2 separate regions of the Mus musculus genome follow, and region 1 is linked to region 2. A link is a contact called in public promoter capture Hi-C data. All regions are on one chromosome and are shown on one strand. The core of a region is the stretch at or near the end of the contact, and the rest is flanking DNA. Distances in the headings are between cores, read along the strand shown.

Region 1 (2,763 bases), core at 73-2,572, 2.0 Mb after region 2:
TGTGACAACATGCAAGTCACTCCCATGCCAGACTTAGCACTTCCCCACTACACACCAAGATCTCTGTCTAGACAAGCCATTGGGTGACATTAACACAGAAACATGAATGACACACACACACACACAACAGGTTTCACTCATTTCAACCCAATATTATGTGAGTGGGGGAGCGGGGAGCGACAGTGAAGTTGAACATCTGCTACATAATTTGTAAAATTAACTTTGTTTTCCTAGGACTTTGTTGTCACCAGGAGGGATCGGCTTCAAATACAAATGAAAGACTTTAGCGGTGGAAGGGCCTGAGAGATCACGAGATTCAGTAGTTTAGGGGGAATGAGGCCCGATGGATACACTAACTTGAACACTACACCTCGACTATGCTTTTCCTACGACTGTTTTATAAATGCAGCCCTAACTGAGAAATCAGGTCTGCTTGCTGCAAAAATCGCCTGTTGATTAGTCAGCTCTATCAGCGGCATGTAACTCGACTAAGCACAGTGGAGTCCAAACTATGCTCCTACCAGAGAATCGGTGTCATCACTAGCTTGTCACCATTATTAATTAGGAAGTTCCACAAGGTGCTCCCAAGACTATAAAAGAAACACTGTCAGACAGGTTACAGAATTTGCCAGCCATAATCCCACATGCGACCTTGCTTTTCAAGTTGGTTTTTCAACACGACCCTGTGCCCTAAAAACACCCTTCGCAGCTCTTAATACACACCACATGCTGTCCTGTCCGGTCACCCCAACACCCCTTTATTCGAGTGACAACCATCCTCCTCTGACACAAGCATGCAATCGTCCTGGGTACCTAAAAACTCCAGTAAGCCAAAACTGCATCTCCAGCTAAATATAAATAGTCCCGGGTTATTTGGGAAACCATCGCTGCCTGGCTGTCACGAAATCCCGGCCTCTCATGCCCACCAGCTGCAGCAGTGACCAGGAGCAGGACTGGGGCTCAGTTCTTCAACTCAAAGCCAAGAGGCAGGGCGGCGCAGTGACAGCGCCCCGGCTGGACACCTCGCCCCCCGGTCCGCGCCCCGGGACGGTCCCTAGGGCTGCTGCCCCCCCCCCCCTGCACCCCCTCGGCCGTGAGTGAAGACAGCGAGGGCCTCGCGTCTCGCGGAGCGCAGCTCAGCGCGACCGAGAGCTGCGCCGCAAGCCCCGCGCGCCCCGCAGGCGACCGTCCCCGCTACCCCACCACCCCGCCACCCCACGGACGCCCGGCCCCGCACCGACCTGCTCTCTGCCGCTCGGCGTTCCCTCCGCGCACAGCCACTGGTGGCCCGGCCGGGCCGCGGTCACCTCCCCTCAGCGGCGGCGGGCGGGCGGGCCGATCCGGGTGACTCCGCGCCGCCCCGCCTCCCTTAGCGCCGCTTCCGTCCGGTGGCCCCCGGCTCCGTTTCCCGCGCTCGCGCCCCCTGGCGGCCGCCTAGCCCGTCGCTCCGCCACGTCAGGGCTCGGGCTCCCAGGGCCTTTCAGGGAAACTGAGGCACGGACTGCGTGGGGGCGTTTAGCGACACACCTCGCTCAGGCTAGGATCCAGATCCCCACGCACTCGCGCTACCGCCAACCTAGAGAACTCAAATTCTCCGCTGCGCGAATTCTCTTACTCCGAGGCGGAGGCTAGCCTTGAACCTTCCATCGTCCTTCACTCCTCCAAGTGCTGGATTACAGGGGAACACCATCAGGTTACTGCCCACTCCTCATCGATTTTTTTTTCTTTTCTCCCGAGCAAAGTCTCACAGGACAATTTTGAGAATTTAAAAGCAAGGAATCACAGAATACTAGAACCAAACGTCCCGGTTTCTGAAAAGTCCCGGAAGACTTCTGACTGTTAAAGATCGCAAGTGCGTGGAGGAGCTGGTGCAAGCGCGGGGACCGACCTAGCAGATTTGAGGAATGCAGGAATCATATATCACTATGCACACACAGCAGAGATAAGGCTTTATTTTAAAATCTCATCAGCTAGATTGTTTCTTGACTCTTCAAAAATCGTAGTAAACTAGACATAGCATAAAGTGTATCGTTTGAACCATTGTCAAGTGTGCGTGCAGTCCATCAGAGTAGGTAAATTCACATTGCTACGCATCCATCATCTTGTCCGGCACCGGGACCCCAACTTCCCAAACTGAAACTGCTCTTATCGTACAGGGACTCCACTCCCAGCGATTCCTAGTCTCTCGTGTCCTTAAGAATTCGTCTACTCTGAAGACCCTCATACATGCAATCTACAATACTTGGCCTTTTGGTGCCTGCCTTATTTTGGTTAGAATAATGCCCTAAGTTTCATCTGTGCTGTTCTATGTGTCGGAATTTCCTTCCTTTTTACTGCTAAATATACTGCGTTGTGTTTAGGCGTTTGTCCTTCACTGGGCATTCGGCGGAGTTTCCCCTTTGGCTACTGTGGCTAAGGCTAGGACCCAAATCGTACACGTATCTGCTGGACCCATTGCTTCCAGTTCTTTGGAGGCTGTACCTAGGGGTGAAACTGCTGCTCACATACATTATTCTCCTCCTTTGCTGTCTGAACACTGAAGGAAGGCATTTTTGTGGTAAAACATAAATATTCCAGATTTTTGTTTTTGAAAGAAATTGATCAAATGCTTCAGCGGCCTGTCAAACAGTAAGCTTTTCTCCCCCTTTCAAGTAAAATGACAATCTACTACCTAGATAATGGTATTATTATCTTTCTTTCTTACTTACTTTCTCTTTTGAGACAGAGTCTCCTCTCTCTTATGTGGCTTTGACTGTCCTAAAC
Region 2 (3,170 bases), core at 193-2,692:
ACTTGACCATCTCATGTTAAAACTTTTCTTGGCTCTCTGTCGAAAGTACAGAAAGTGGCTCAGTTCTGTTGTCAATTGTTTAAATGTGGATTTTGCTCTCCACTAAAAGGACAGGAATTCATGACACTATCTTAGTATCTTAGTAATAGGCCACTGTCTGGCTAATGTTTAATGCTCATGAAGAAGTTTAATGGAAATAAACTAAGAGTCCACAGCCTGGGCAGGAGAAATTGGTCCTAACAAGTGGATACTAAAATTGGGGTAAGGAGAGACAGACATTCCTTTTTGTAATGTTGTAAGGGCCTAACGTTTGCTTCTCAGAAGGACATGAGCCTGTACACCTACACAGGAGCTTCCACACACTCTCAGCTACAGAATCAACATTTAGTAGAAGAAAAGGGATATAGAGCTGTTCTCTTGGGGCTGGCGACATGAGATGGCTCAGCAGGTAACTAACTGCTCTTCTGAAGGTCCTGAGTTCAAATCCCAGAATCACATGGTGGCTCTCAACCACCCATAATGAGATCTGATGCCCTCCTCTGGCATGTCTGAAGACATCTACAGTGGCCTTATGTATAAATACATATTTATTATTTATTATTATATAATATGTAGTTATAAATGCATATGTATATATTTATTATTGTACTATTATTTTTATAATAATAAATAATAAATTTATGGGCCAGAGCAAGCAGGGCCGACTGGAGCGAGCTGGGCCTACCAGGACGAACAGAGGTCCTAAAAAATTCAATTCCCAACAACCACAGGAAAGCTCACAACCATTTGTACAGCTACATAAAAATAAATAATAAATCTTAAAAAAAAAAAAAAAAAAAAAAAGCTGTGCTCTAACTGGCGTGATGAACCACGCCTTTAATCTAGCACTTCGGTGGCAGAGACAGGAAATCTCTGAGTTCTAGGCCTGGTCTACAGAACTTGTTCCAGGACAGTCAGGGTTACGCAGAGAGACTGTCTCAAAAAAAAAAAAAAAAAAAAAAAAAAAAAAAAAAAAAGCAACAAACTAGAAACAAAAAACAACAAAACAACCCAAAAGAACAATGTTCTGTTGAAGGGAAATAGCAACAACCCACGTTTAGGTTTATAGAGTATTTTACAAGTGAGGCTGAGACGTCTTATGACTTGTCCGAAGTACAAGTTAAAAGGAAAAGGGTGTATATTGGAATTGCGCAGGGATGGGACTGTGGCCTGGCAGGGCTGAAGAACTGGTCAGAGGATAGTTGATCATCCCTAAAGAGGAAGCGCGGCGTGTCCAGTCGGCGCCTGGAGCTCAAGCTCGCAACCAGCACCCTCCGCGCTCCTTGCTTACGTGCGCTCCGTGACTGCCGGGTAGCACGCGGGTACCGCTACGTACAACGCATGCGCACTGCCGCCGCGGTGCACTACACCCCCCCCTTAGCAGGCCGCAGAACTTGCCTGAGGCGCATGCGCACACGGGGCGGGCGGCGGTCTGTCGAGCGAGTGGAAAGATTTCGGGGAGAAAGTGCGCGGAAGCGGGGCGGGAGACTGTAAGTGCGCAGGCGCGACCGGGGCGGGGGGCGGGCTGCGAAGAGAATCTCGGCGATCCTCAGTTGCTGCTGCATCCTCTGCCCGTCGCCATGGCTGCCTACAAGCTGGTGCTGATCCGGCATGGCGAGAGCGCCTGGAACCTGGAGAACCGCTTCAGCGGCTGGTACGACGCCGACCTGAGCCCGGCGGGCCACGAGGAGGCGAAGCGCGGCGGGCAGGCGTTGCGAGGTACGAGCGGGACGAGCGCTGTGTGGCGTACTGGGCCAGCACCGGCCTAGGGGTCGCCTGAGCCCCCGGGCCCTCTCGAGAGGCGGGCACTTCGGTCGGCCTCTGCAGTTGAATTTTCATCTGGGGAGGTGAACGCAGGGTGGGGAACCCGCTTGTCAAGGTCACCCCGTTAAGTCTGAGAGTCTGTGCCAGAAAGAGGGCACAGCCGCCGCTAGGCTAAAATCTGTTCTTCCGGTCCGAGCAGCCCCACCTGTGGCGCCCAGGACCCTTTAGGGTACCACGAGGGCCTAGGGCGCCTGGCGGACGATTCCCCGTGACATCAGTGGCTGTACCGGAGTATACTTGAGGCGCCTGCCCATCATGGCGAAGCGGCAGGTCACGGGCTCGCCCTGGGTAGTGGGGGGGTGTTAGGTGGGGATGTCTAATGGCCTTTGAGACAACCTGGAAACCGCGTGCTTCGGAGAGCTTTGTAGCACAGCAGCAAACCACAAAACCGAATCCAGGAATGTGAGTGGGTGATTTCAGTTGATGCTCTCTCCAGCCCTATGAAGCAGGCAGATCTAATTTCCCTCCTTTTTACCTCTCTCCGTCCTCTTGTTATAGTTTAGAAAAGTGACTGGAAAGATTTGTCCAAGGTCATACAAAACTTAGTTCTAATCCAGTGTCCTTGCCCCATTTCTGGGTGGAGTAACAAGTAAGTGTGAGGAACTGGCGGGCCCTTGGCCAAGGACAGAGGCAGAGCAAAGGGTGAAAGCGTCCAGGAGATAAGCTCGCCTTTGCCTATCCATGCTGGGTGCCCCGCACCACCCACAGTTCTCTGTGATTTTGGAATGCTAATAAGAAAGCAAGGCCTCCCCGCTCCCTGTAGTGAAGAGGCACTTCTCTTGGTGATTAGGGCACATCCTAACTTGGACACGGCAGTAGCTGTGTAAAAGGGTTGCTCATGCCTACCTGAAGTGATCTTGTGTCTTGGTTGCCCTCCCTAGCTTCTTGTACACCCTTTTCAGATGAGGGAAGATTTTGAATACGAATTCCTGAGGCAAGGAAACATTGCTTTTTGAGATGCATGGCCTATGTAGGAGAGGCTAGAAAAAAGGAAAGTACTGGTTAAGGAAGCCATTTTCTTGAGCTCTGTGCCATGAAGCACTGTGTAGACCTGTGGTAGTTTGCTTATGCCTAGCTCAGGACAAAGTTAACTGCCTCTGTTCTCTGGGTATAAGATGATTATACGTTGAGCTGGAAAATAACAAGATCCATTTCAACCTTAAATACTATAGCACTAAGTTTTAGAACCTCACACGTTAGGCGCACATGGTGTTGCATGCCTGTAATTTTTCTCAGCACCCAGGCAGCTAAGAAGGGAGGCTATAGAGCATGGGCCAACTTGGACTACACAGCTGGACTGTCTTTAT

What was found. Promoter capture Hi-C pulls out the DNA fragments that hold promoters and counts their contacts.
Region 1: a contact with region 2 is called in a promoter capture Hi-C map of liver, with 8 times the contacts expected there. The contact joins the promoter of Dnmbp here to the promoter of Pgam1 in region 2. A contact is called at or near these places in 3 of 39 promoter capture datasets (hippocampal neurons, liver and pre-B cells).

The regions. Positions count from the first base shown.
Region 1 is chr19:43,938,876-43,941,638 of GRCm38.p6, forward strand. Dnmbp (dynamin binding protein) reads right to left here and starts at 1,323. Exons shown (of 16, transcript NM_028029.4): 1 at 1,242-1,323.
Region 2 is chr19:41,910,429-41,913,598 of GRCm38.p6, forward strand. It overlaps Pgam1 (phosphoglycerate mutase 1), which reads left to right and starts at 1,443. Exons shown (of 4, transcript NM_023418.2): 1 at 1,443-1,758. The coding sequence starts at 1,620.